Regions from separate parts of the Rattus norvegicus genome. Here region 1 is linked to region 2. The links are chromatin contacts, called in public Hi-C maps. All regions are on one chromosome and are shown on one strand. The core of a region is the stretch at or near the end of the contact, and the rest is flanking DNA. Distances in the headings are between cores, read along the strand shown. Region 1 overlaps Fryl (FRY like transcription coactivator). Region 2 holds the start of Ociad1 (OCIA domain containing 1).

What was found. Hi-C and Micro-C count contacts between places; a contact is called where the count stands out from the background.
Region 1: a Hi-C map of kidney shows a contact between it and region 2, with 2.3 times the contacts expected there. The contact joins the enhancer-like site here to the promoter of Ociad1 in region 2. A contact is called at or near these places in 7 of 12 Hi-C or Micro-C datasets (the A7r5 cell line, the Rat2 cell line, Schwann cells and 4 more).

Annotation. Positions count from the first base shown.
Region 1 is chr14:35,435,719-35,441,022 of GRCr8, forward strand. Fryl (FRY like transcription coactivator) reads left to right here. Exons shown (of 63, transcript NM_001427275.1): 7 at 185-281. Among named protein-coding and RNA genes, the nearest start is that of Zar1, 110 kb to the right of the region's middle. Within about 2 kb of position 1,978, at least 32 of the 93 cell types and tissues checked have an H3K27ac peak or open chromatin away from gene starts, as enhancers often do. A contact at or near this core is called in kidney, where this site is marked.
Region 2 is chr14:35,267,774-35,273,390 of GRCr8, forward strand. It overlaps Ociad1 (OCIA domain containing 1), which reads right to left and starts at 1,501. Exons shown (of 9, transcript NM_001013874.1): 1 at 1,346-1,501; 2 at 1-14. The coding sequence starts at 9.

The DNA.
Region 1 (5,304 bases), core at 728-3,227, 170 kb after region 2:
AGTCCCCATCCCAGTTGGTGCTGAGTACCCCCACTCCACTCCTCACTCACTCGTCCCACTTACTCACACTCACACTCACACGTGCTGAGGAGGAACACGGCACAGCACACGAGCCAAGCACGCTACAGCCGTCACTTGGGACGCTGAGTCTCAATACAGTTCTCCTTTTGGGTTCTTGTTGCAGAGACGAGCAGCACCGTGAGAGAGATTACCTCCTGGAGCGGCGGGACTTAGCTGTAGACTTCATTTTCTGTTTAGTCTTGGTAGAAGTTCTAAAGCAGGTGAGTGTCTCTGCCTCCAAGCCGAATCCCCACTGCCTCCCGTGCCGTGCCGTGCCGTGCCGTGCCGTGCTGCAGGCCCTCATGTCTCGGGTCGTCATTGAGGACGCTATCTGAGATTCTGGCCCACTCGGTGACCAGACCACCTAATTCAGCCCCACGTCTTTCCCCTTCCTGGGCCTTGCCTGCTCTGTACTTGCCTGCCCGTGTGTGTGTGTGTGTGTGTGTGTGTGTGTGTGTGTGTGTGTGTGTGTGTGTGTGTGTGTGTGTGTGTGTGTGTGTGTGTGTGTGTGTGTGTGTGTGTGTGTGTGTGTGTGTGTGTGTGTGAAGGTAAATCTTGTTAGGAAGAACCAGCTGAGTGGAATGGCGGTAACTAGGGACTTTCCGCTGTCCGCGCGTCACCTGGCTACTCAATCCTTTTACGCTCACTTCCTTTCCATGAGGTGGAAGTAAAGATACAGCATGGGAATGGCATTGGTTGAAGTGAATGGCGGTGTGTGTGCGTGCACGTGCTTGCACAAGTTCGAAGGTTTTATGCTTATAGTCTTTAAGACATTGTATGTTATTAAAGGGTCATCTGTAAATTTCCAACTATGGACTGTGGTTAGAGAAGAAAAGTAGAAAAAAAGTTTTTAAAAAATCACATTTTCCTCATGATGCATTTGGATAGGAGTTCCGTTTTGTTTCTAGAATGGGATGTAAAAGAATAGCAAATGCCACATCTAAAGTGCTCTGCTGTGGAGCTCGATTCAGTTAGCATTGTGTATTCTTGGGTTATCTGTTTGTCTTTACAATGTATGCAGACTGACCGTCATTTGCAAATAAAAGGCCTAACGAATACTTAAGAGAGAGAAATGAGTTACTCAAAAGCCAAAGGCGCCTTACTATGCGTTTTGTAAAGGTTTTTTGGTGGTTGTAGGGTTTTTAGTAGGGGAAATCTGATTCCCAGGGCAGATTAGGTTTCTCTGATATTTTTGAGTGTAGCCAGGATGCCAGGATGCTAAAACCAAAGTTGCAGGGGCAGGAGAGCTGTGGGGAGGAAGGACCTGGCCTCTGGAGGCCTTGATTGTCCCCTGTGGCTGAATCTTGTATGCCGACTGTGGTCCTGTGATGTGGGGGGCACCAGTTCAACTCTCCATGGTGCTCCCTTGGCAGGACCCTGAGCTCTCGAGTGCTAGAGCAATGGCTACACACTCCCTTCTTATTGAAGTTATACTGGGTTCCCTTCCTCCACACTGAGAAATTGTAGCCTCTCCTCCAGACACTGCCCTCTGTGATTCTAGCTCACTGTAGTTTTTCTCCTTTGCATCTCATGCTACTCTCCAGTTGGTCCCTGTCCTGTTGCTGCTGTTGTTGTTGTTGTTGTTGTTGGTGGTGGTGGTGGTGGTGGTGGTGGTGGTGGTGGTGGTGGTGGTGGTGGTTGTTTTGGCTTTCCAGCCCCAAAGTCACCTGTACTTGGACTGGCTTCAGAAGCTTCAACCCATAGCCCACCTAGGGGGCAGGGTATCCTCCCCTGACAGTATCTGCCATCTCCCTCCCTTTTCTCAGAGTTGCAAGCCTCCTGCCTCAGCTTCTATAATCCACACAGCTTCTTAACACAGGACAGCATCAGTACCAAGACATATAAGCCTTTTAGAAGTTTTTCTAGTGGGCTTGTTTTTGGTCGAGATCTCTGCCCAAGGCCTTGCTGACTGACTCAGGGGCCTCGGGTGTGAGACAGGGCGCTGCCTCTGGTGAGGACCCGGGTTCTGCTCCCACACCGTTCCTCCCAGCAGTGCCCTCCCTCATCCTTTAATGTCACCTCATCCCAGAGTTCAGATGCACCCAATCAAACAGCACGACACTGAGGACATGTATAAGCCTCTTCCAAAACTCTTTGTGGGGACTCTTCACAAAAAAGGCAAAGTTGTTTTTGTTTCTTAAATTAGTTTCTCTAAACCTATAGAAATAAAATTTTTAAAAATCAGTAAAGATTTCTAAAATATGGGGGCAAAGTAACCTGATTTATGTGAAAATGCCATAGAGCCTCACAGATCTCCGAGTAACTGACTTACAGTGTCTTGGATTTGCTAGGACCTTTGTTTCTATCATGCATAATATGTCCTCGTTAGGCTGTGACTCCGTCCTGCATGAGGTACCAGAGTATCGTACTCCGAGCTCACTGTTGAAGAGGACTAACTACTCGCGTGACTTAGTCCCTGCCCTTACAGTGTAAATGGTCCCTCCCTAGGTGATGGTTATGCACTCAGTACTACTTCCCCATGCATGAAGGATTCAGTAATCTCTGAGCCAGCTGATCATTGTCATTGTTGGGCGGTGGCCAAGGCACATACTAATGTCCCAGCTGTCTGTCTTGTTTGCTGGGGAACTCAGCTGGGCTGCTCTCCACTGGTCCTTTGTCCTCTGTGTAAAAGGCTATGCATAATATACTTCAGTCCCATCACGAGATCTGGACTCAGTAGTGTGTGGTTCATGGGAGATTCCCAGGTAGTGTTCACCGCTGTCTTCATGTTCGTCACAGATGAAGAAAAGCCCTCAGTTACAGTGCCGCAGTGACCGCCATGCGTTAGTTCCTTTGTTTTTAAATTTGCAAGTTCTCCTTTTAATAATAAGAAGTTATTATTTTTACCATGTGAGATTAGGTAAAAATTGACCAGTCTCTTTTCAAACTAAAGTTTTCCTCATAACAAGTTAGTATAAAAATTGATTTAATCTAAAAATGAAATCAAATAGCATTAATTCACCAATGGAACAAAACTGACTCAAGATTTTAAAAATATATTAAGGAAAAGCAGACAGAGGGACTGGGTAGGTGGCTCAGTGGGCAAAGGCCTGCTGTGTGGCCTCGAGGACCTGAGTTCAGATGCCCAGGATCCATCGAAAAACTGAGTCCTTACTCAGTATAGGCCAAGCACCTATACCCCGAGCCCCGTACCATGGGTATGCGGCAGAAGCCCCGGAGCTCATGGGCCTGTCAGTCTAGTAGAATGGATGCTTCTAGGTTGATTGATTGGTCGGACAAAGGATTGAGAAGCGATCTCACACAAGCAGGTGCCCCCCTCCCCATACACCAAGCACACACACCACACAATAATGATAATTAAAAATAAGGCAGATATACCCCAGCCTTCACATCCAAGCTCCATGAACACACACATTCAAAAGGACAGGGTGCGGTAACGAAGGCTTAGGCTCTGATGTTGTTATAGGGCTTTTGAGTGTCCCAACAGAATGGCGTTTCACCAGCACACTGGCATTTAGAAGGTTCGGGATACTTTGGGTCTTACACTGAGTTTTAGAGGTTCACTGAGGCAACGAGCTGGGTGAGAGGGGCTTTCACCTGTAGGCAGACGCTGGGCACCTTGAAATGTACAGCAGCTCGTGAGATGCCAGTGGTACCCTGAGCAAGGCCCATGGCACTCGGCTTTTCATACTGGGGAGGGGAGGGCGGGTTTGCACTCCTTCTGCTGTGTTTTACCCAGTATGTCACTGTGAGGAAATGACCACAGTCACCGTTGAAAGGAGTCAGCTTCATGAGATCTCCCATTTCAATGTGATTTTGTGGTAAGACGTGACAAGAAGATACAATTTCATGAGCTAGCCACTGGAATAAACGGTGGCTGTTGTGTGGTGCCCGATGCATCCACCCCTCCAGAACCAAAATTGTTACTGATACCACGGCAGCCATCAGATGCAAAAAACTTGATCCCGAAGATGAAACTGTTAACCACACAAGTCTGGCTCTTTTCTGTCTGAGCCAGTAGATTCCACTCCGTATTCCAGCCATTCATCCACATTGTTTCCACTCCTGAAATGAAATGGCTATGACCATGTTCACCTCTGCAAGTAAAACCCAGAGGTGCAGTCTCCTGCTGTAAACTTCACTGTGGTCTCTCCGTGCTTCCTGGTTTTTCTTCTGGCTTTAAGTAAGAGCAGACCAGGTAGTCTGTCCACATTCATTTCATTGTTTAAATAGGTTTTTTTTTTTGTTAGTGTTACTGTTTTATATTTTAGAAACTAGGGATATAGAATATTCTAGAGAAACACCAACCCCAGGAGTTCATGTATAAAGCAGCTCTTTGTCACAGAGACTTAAAATTGGGTCTGTAGACTGTTGACCCCCTCACAGGACTGTCACTGGCACTCATCTGAGAGCCCAGCCTCTCCCTCCACACCTCCCAGCCAACTGTATAGAGTTCAGCCACGGCTGCCAATAGCCTGTAGAGAAGGTGGAAGGTGGGTGTCAAGGCAGCTATGTGGACATCATCATCCAATCCCACCTTAGTAACACAATTCTAATAAGGCACTGTCAAAGATGTTACAAAAACTGGCAGTTCTGTGCTTTTGTTTCTCTTCACATTGGCCCCAGGTCCCTGGAATTGGAGAAGTCATGATTCCGCTTAAGATAGACAGTTAGCATTGGTGTCTCTGTTTGTTGGTTTTAAATGTGTGTTTACGTGTGAGCCCACTGCTGAGTTTGCCAACTATAATTTAAACTCAACTACGTGGATTTCAAGTCCTGTCCTCTGCTGCCCTCCTTCCTGACTAGTGTGCTAATTTTTTATAATAGTTTTTTAATTTTAGTTCTTTTTTTTTTTTTTCCGGAGCTGGGGACCGAACCCAGGGCCTTGCGCTTCCTAGGCAAGCGCTTTACCACTGAGCTAAATCCCCAACCCCAGTTTTTTAATTTTAAAAAATGTTGTATATGTAGTTCAATAGCAATGTTTCTCTTGATTTTGAATGTTCTTTTAACATAATAATAGTTTGCTATCCCCTAGGACTTACCTTTGCACTCATAATCAGTTACTGAGAGCAGCTGGTGTACCTGCTGCTGTATTTTTAGGCATGTAATTGTTACTATGGAAAAGAGATGGCTCGGGGGTTAAGAACTCTTCCCGCTCTTGGAGAGGACTCACGCTGGGTTCCCAGCACTGATGTTGGGCGCTCACAAGTGCCTGTAACTCCAGCTCCAGGGGACCCTGCACTGCTGACTTCCATGGGCATCTACAGTCACAGACACTCACCC
Region 2 (5,617 bases), core at 251-2,750:
CCCATTCATAGTTCCTGTATCAGAAACATTTATAACCAAATATTACAAAGTATCAGTATAAATATACATAACCGGTCTATCTGTAAATTAATAAATATTTACTTAACATTAAACACTCTTAAATTAATCTTATTTTACATGCACGGTGTTCTGCTTGCATGCCACAGATATGCCTGGTGCCTGAGGAGATCGAATGGCACGGGATCCCCATGACCTGGAGTTGCAGATGGTTGTGACACTGTGATAGGACATGTGGGTACTGGGAACAGAAGCCAGGTACTCGGGAAGAGCCAGTGCTCCTAACTGCTGAATTCTTTCTTCAGGCCCTGACCTTTACATTTCAACTACATAAGAAAATAACCGAATGAAAAAGGGTCATAAACATATTATTTGAACTAATTATTCACATTCGCCCCTTTAATAGAAAAGCGGGTATATAAAAACAACAGGCAAAATTTCCCTTCCAAGGCTAGGTTATTTCACATTATTTTGTACCTTGATTAAAAAACAAAACAAAACAAAAAACCACAACTATGTCCAAATGATTGGGGAAAAAACCCTCAAGTCACTTCTAGGTTTCCAATGAAAACAAAAGTACATTGTCTCTCATAACTCAGCAGTCAAAAATAATGACGTCACATTCTCTGCAGGTAGCTACTCTAACGGCAAAGTCTTCCAAACTTTCCCTACCAGGCCAAATAATCTTCAAATAACTTAAATAAATAAAAATTTAAAACCCCAGAGCAATCCAAGATCATGTATTGATATTCATCCATCTTCCTCTGAACTTAGACGTCAGCATTTCAGATAAGGAGGATTTCTTCGTTAAAACACATTGCCGCATGAATTACACGCTGCCGACAGCAAAGCATCTTTCTGTAATTCGTTTAGTGACTAAAATCATCACCTACTGCATACCTAGATCCCTTAGAGAAAAAGGTTTCGTAAAAGGTAAACTGAACTCTGGGTAGATAAAGCACTCAGAGGAAGCTTCTTAAACTGCAAAACCCTACTGGAAAAAAATTAAACCTCATCGTCCCCAAGGAGGCTGGAGGGCAGTGCGACCTGTCTGAACACTACAGCTCAAAGCTAGTAATTACAAAGGACAAGGCTCAAGAGAAGCTGGGGCCGTAGACCCCAGCACTCCTGCCCAGCACCTGCCACCCCACCTCGGCCACCGCGGCTTTCCCCACCCCTCCATGCAGGTCCCGGGTGCGAGTCACCGGCCGTGCAGCCGAGCCAAGGCCCGCAGTGCGACCGGACACCTCCAGGCAGGAAAATGGCGGCTGCGGGCGAGTGTGGGAGACTGGCAGAAAGCTGAAACTGGCTGCGCCATCACACCTACCTCACGAAGGAGGCGGCAACGCGGGGAGCAAGACCCGGGGTACAGGCCAGGAGAGGACCCCAAAGACAGGCACGGAGGACAACGCGGGAAACGGGGAGGGGAAAGAGGGCAGCTTCAAAGGGCTCGCCAAGATGTCACCTAGACACAAGCGCCAGCAGACCGAGACCCGGAAGCAGTACCATCGACAGGAAATGATGTTAGACAGCTCTGGGGCACTGCCGCTGGGCAGTCTCTCAATACTCGTGTGTCGGCCACGCCCCGTCCAATTAGTTCCGCCTCCTTTCACGCCCCACGCCCCTCCTCCCAGCCACGGCGCTCCAGAGCTGCACTGCGGCTGCGCGAGTTATGGCCTGCCCCTCCGCTCACCCTTAGGTTCGATGCTCTTGTGACATACTCCTATGACTGACTGTTCAAAAACATTTTGGAACCCCCTCCATCCTCGAGTCCCCTCCTTATCCCATGACTTTCCTTGGACTTGCCTAATTTTAAGCTCTACATAAATTATCGTATGCTTTAAGCCTCTAGGCTAGGTAGTGAATTTTAAGCGTGAACGCGTAGTTAACTGTCAGAACCTCCAGTCTAGTGTCTGATTGATTCTAAAACCGGAGTCAGGATACACTCCAACGCGGAGACTCAGAATTTACTCATCTGAATAACAGAAATAATGTGAAAACTATGAAAGTTTTGGATTAAAACAAGTCTGAAAAGGAGTTTAGGCTCTCTTTCAGACTGTATTAACAGCAAACTATATTTTAACGCTAGGAGACCAGCTTTTCATATCAGAGATCAGGCTGCCACTCCTTACACTGATCCTAGGCACGTTTATTGAGTGCGTATGCTGAACCAATTACTGAAAGTTTATCGTTGATACCCTCTGAACAGCGATAGCCCACCCTAGTTCTGAACTCCTATAGTCGTCAGATTTCTCACCATTCCTTATTTCATACTTTTTTCCCCACTGGCTCTACAGCGTCCACAAACTTGTCTGTACACATATGTAATAGAGAAAGTCATGTAAAGCATGAATTCAGAGTCATGGCTAGGCCTCTATGCTTCTTGAACCCCACACTAATGAGGAACACCCTGTTTTGTTTGCATTCAACTGTCCGTTGTACTGTCCAGACCAGGACCAGGCACAGAGTTGTAGATTGCACTGTTTGCAAACCCTGTGCTTGTACCACTTCCTTTGTGAAACCTGAACTGCACCAGATAGTCCTGTTCCTCGGTGTTCATGAACTTCTAGCACCGAATGGTAGCTCTGGCTATTGTGGTATTTTGTTGTCACCGTTTCTTTCTCTCACTGAGGTCATATTGAACAGCTTTACAAGTATTTGTACTCTCACATGTTCTAAGACAATCGGTATAAATGTTCGTTTTCCTGTGGTGAGTTATTCTGAGTCTAGGACCTTCGAAGTTTCTTTTTTCCCCTCAAGGTATGTTGATGTTACCACATCCAAGATGCTTTCCTCCCTGCCCAATTAAAGTGACACTCTAGTCACCTTGTGTGTTGTCTTGCTTTTTCTTTTCATAGCATTTTCTGTGACCTAAAACAATTATTTGTGTGTCCTGTCTCTATCTTTCCCCACCCCCTCACAGAAATAAAAGGTCCGTGAAAGAAAAGAACCATACTTTTCTAGCATCAAATTGATTCTCATATAGTATAAAGTCAACAATATTAAATCCTTTAATGAATATGTTGGGTATATTTTTATAATATAAAAACATATAAAAGGAAATTAGAAGACAGAAGTCCAATATTTCCATGCCTTCAGCCTATAGTAAAATTTGAATGTTCTCTTTCCTGCAGAGGGAGAAAAGAAAGAAAGGAATCAGCAGTCATTCTGAGTAAGCTTTATGCTAATGAAGAATCTATTTTTTTTATTTGCCCTACTAATAACACTAGTCTCCCAGAATCCAGATTTATTCTATTCTTTATGTTTTCTCGGGAGGATCGAATGTACGATCCCTGTACACTGTTAGGAATGTGTTCTCTTGTCCACAAGTTTTCCAGCCACTAGGCAATCAATATTGCTCTTTCGTTTTTGTTGTTGTCTTGTTGTGCTTTGTTTTGCTTTGCTTGGTTTTGGCTTGGTTAAAGATTCGGGGAGCTAAAGGATACAACGGAAAAATCCAAACACAACTCAGGCGAGCTCCAAAGTCTTCCTGGAAGCCGATGCCCATTTAATGGAGAAAGGCTATAGGATATGTTAACTGTCTTAGACACCATGAATGTGGAGATCACCAGAAGTCATGCTTCTTAGGTTAAGTTGAAGCAATACCGATGTGGACCTCTGTGCGTGAAAGCCTTGGATTCCATCCTTGAGACCACAGCAGCTGTGGTGTACCCATTGGAGACCCTCATAAGATCGTTTTCACAGACACTCCCCCCATAAGTGGCAAGATCTCAGAGGCATATCCTTTCCTCAAAGATGATACGTAACTGGGTGTATATGCTTGGGACAAAAACGTATTATTACGAGGCATGGCTGGCAAGCTGCCCATGATTTTGAAACTTAAATGAAGCTCATTAATTCACCAAGCTAGACTTGGTGGAATTATTTCTTCCATCTGCCATTGTTCTCTGAGAGAACTAGAGGCAGCCCTGGAAGAGTCTTCAACAAACACTCTTCCAAATATCTACATTGAGCAAATATTCAATGAGGTATCACCCCATTTCTACCTGCTAGACATTACTTTTGGTTTTCAGACTTCGCTTTAGAACTTATTTATTGTTATTTCTGGGTGTGGCTGCATGAGTTTATGTGTGCCGTGTGTGGGTACAGGAACCGGAGTTACAGGCAGATGTAAGTAAGCTACCTGCTGAGGATGTAGGAAATCGAACCCAGGCATTCTGAAGAACAGTAAGTGTCCTTAGTCTCCAAGCCATCGAACCAGCCTTGTGAGATGTTACTGTGAGACCTTTATAAAGGAACAGCTCAGAGTATTCCTTAATTCATATAAATTCAAGCAACTTAATAAATTTCTTCTTGACTTCAGGGACATCAAAGTTTCCCTTTCTAGCTGAACTCCTTTTTATTTTAATTTTTATGTGTGTGTGTGTGTTGTGTGTCTGTGTGTGTCTGTGTGTGTCTGCGTGTGTCACAGCACTCTGTGGAGATCAGAGGAGGTCATTCAGGAGTCAGTTCTCTCCTTCCACCTTTGGATCAGGGGATCAAACTCCCGGCTGTCAGACTCGTATGATGTGCTGAGTCATCTCGCCAGCGCTGGATGAATGTTAGAATTTAAAATTGCAATTACTATTGCTGCATCTGCGTGTGTGGTGTGTGGCTTGTGTGTGTAGCTTGCATATGTATGTGGAGGGACACGTTTGCCTGTACATACATGTTTGGAGGGCAGAGCTTGATTTTGGGTATTTTTCTCTATATACTTCATCATACAAAAATAACAATTATGCAATGTATTTGCATTTGTGTTCTATGAGGGTAGGTATTTTGCCTTATTAGTTCATGGAAATCATTGTAAAGAAATTACTATAAAGTTCATAGACTACACAGTGAGCAATTACAAGACAGAAGTCTAATATTTACATGCTTTTGGCATGTAATACATTTTGTGTTCTTTTTCTGGGAAAAAAAAGAAAGAAAGAAAAGAACTAGAAGTCCACCTGAGTGAGCTCTATGCTAAAGCAAAATCTGGTTTTTATTTGCCTACTAATGTGGCCAGGAGATCTTTGCTGTCCAAAAAAATGCAATGTCATGGAAGCCAGAGTCAAAGACTATTCCAAAAGGGAGGATGCAGTCAAATATACCAAACGTTGATAAGGACTGTGAATTACCCACTAACTGCATCGGTAAGGGCATTTATAACTTTTACAAGTATTATTTCATACAAATTTAGATTACAGGGTAGGGCAAAAAAATCCAGATTATAACGTACATTATAATGTACTGGGAAAAGAGCAGCTGGTGTTGATGTGTGGACAAGTATTGATTAGTCTTTTCAGAAGTTTAACTGCTTAGAGGAAGCAGACCTAAATGGTAGCTGGGGGGAAAATACAAGAACTCAGTGAATGGTAGTTTTATTTTTTTTTAATAAGCCTACACAGATTTTACTTTATTCACAAATGTAAATGGCACACAAGGAGAAGGATTGAAAATGGGAGGTGGGAATCAAAGGTAGATGGGTGCTGCACAACTATGCCCAACACCCTGCAAGGTTCTGTTGCTGTGTAACTGTAAAAAACGCTGTCTTTTATCCTACCCTAGGTCCAGCACCGTAGTGCCCCAAGATATCTGTTAGATATCTTCATCT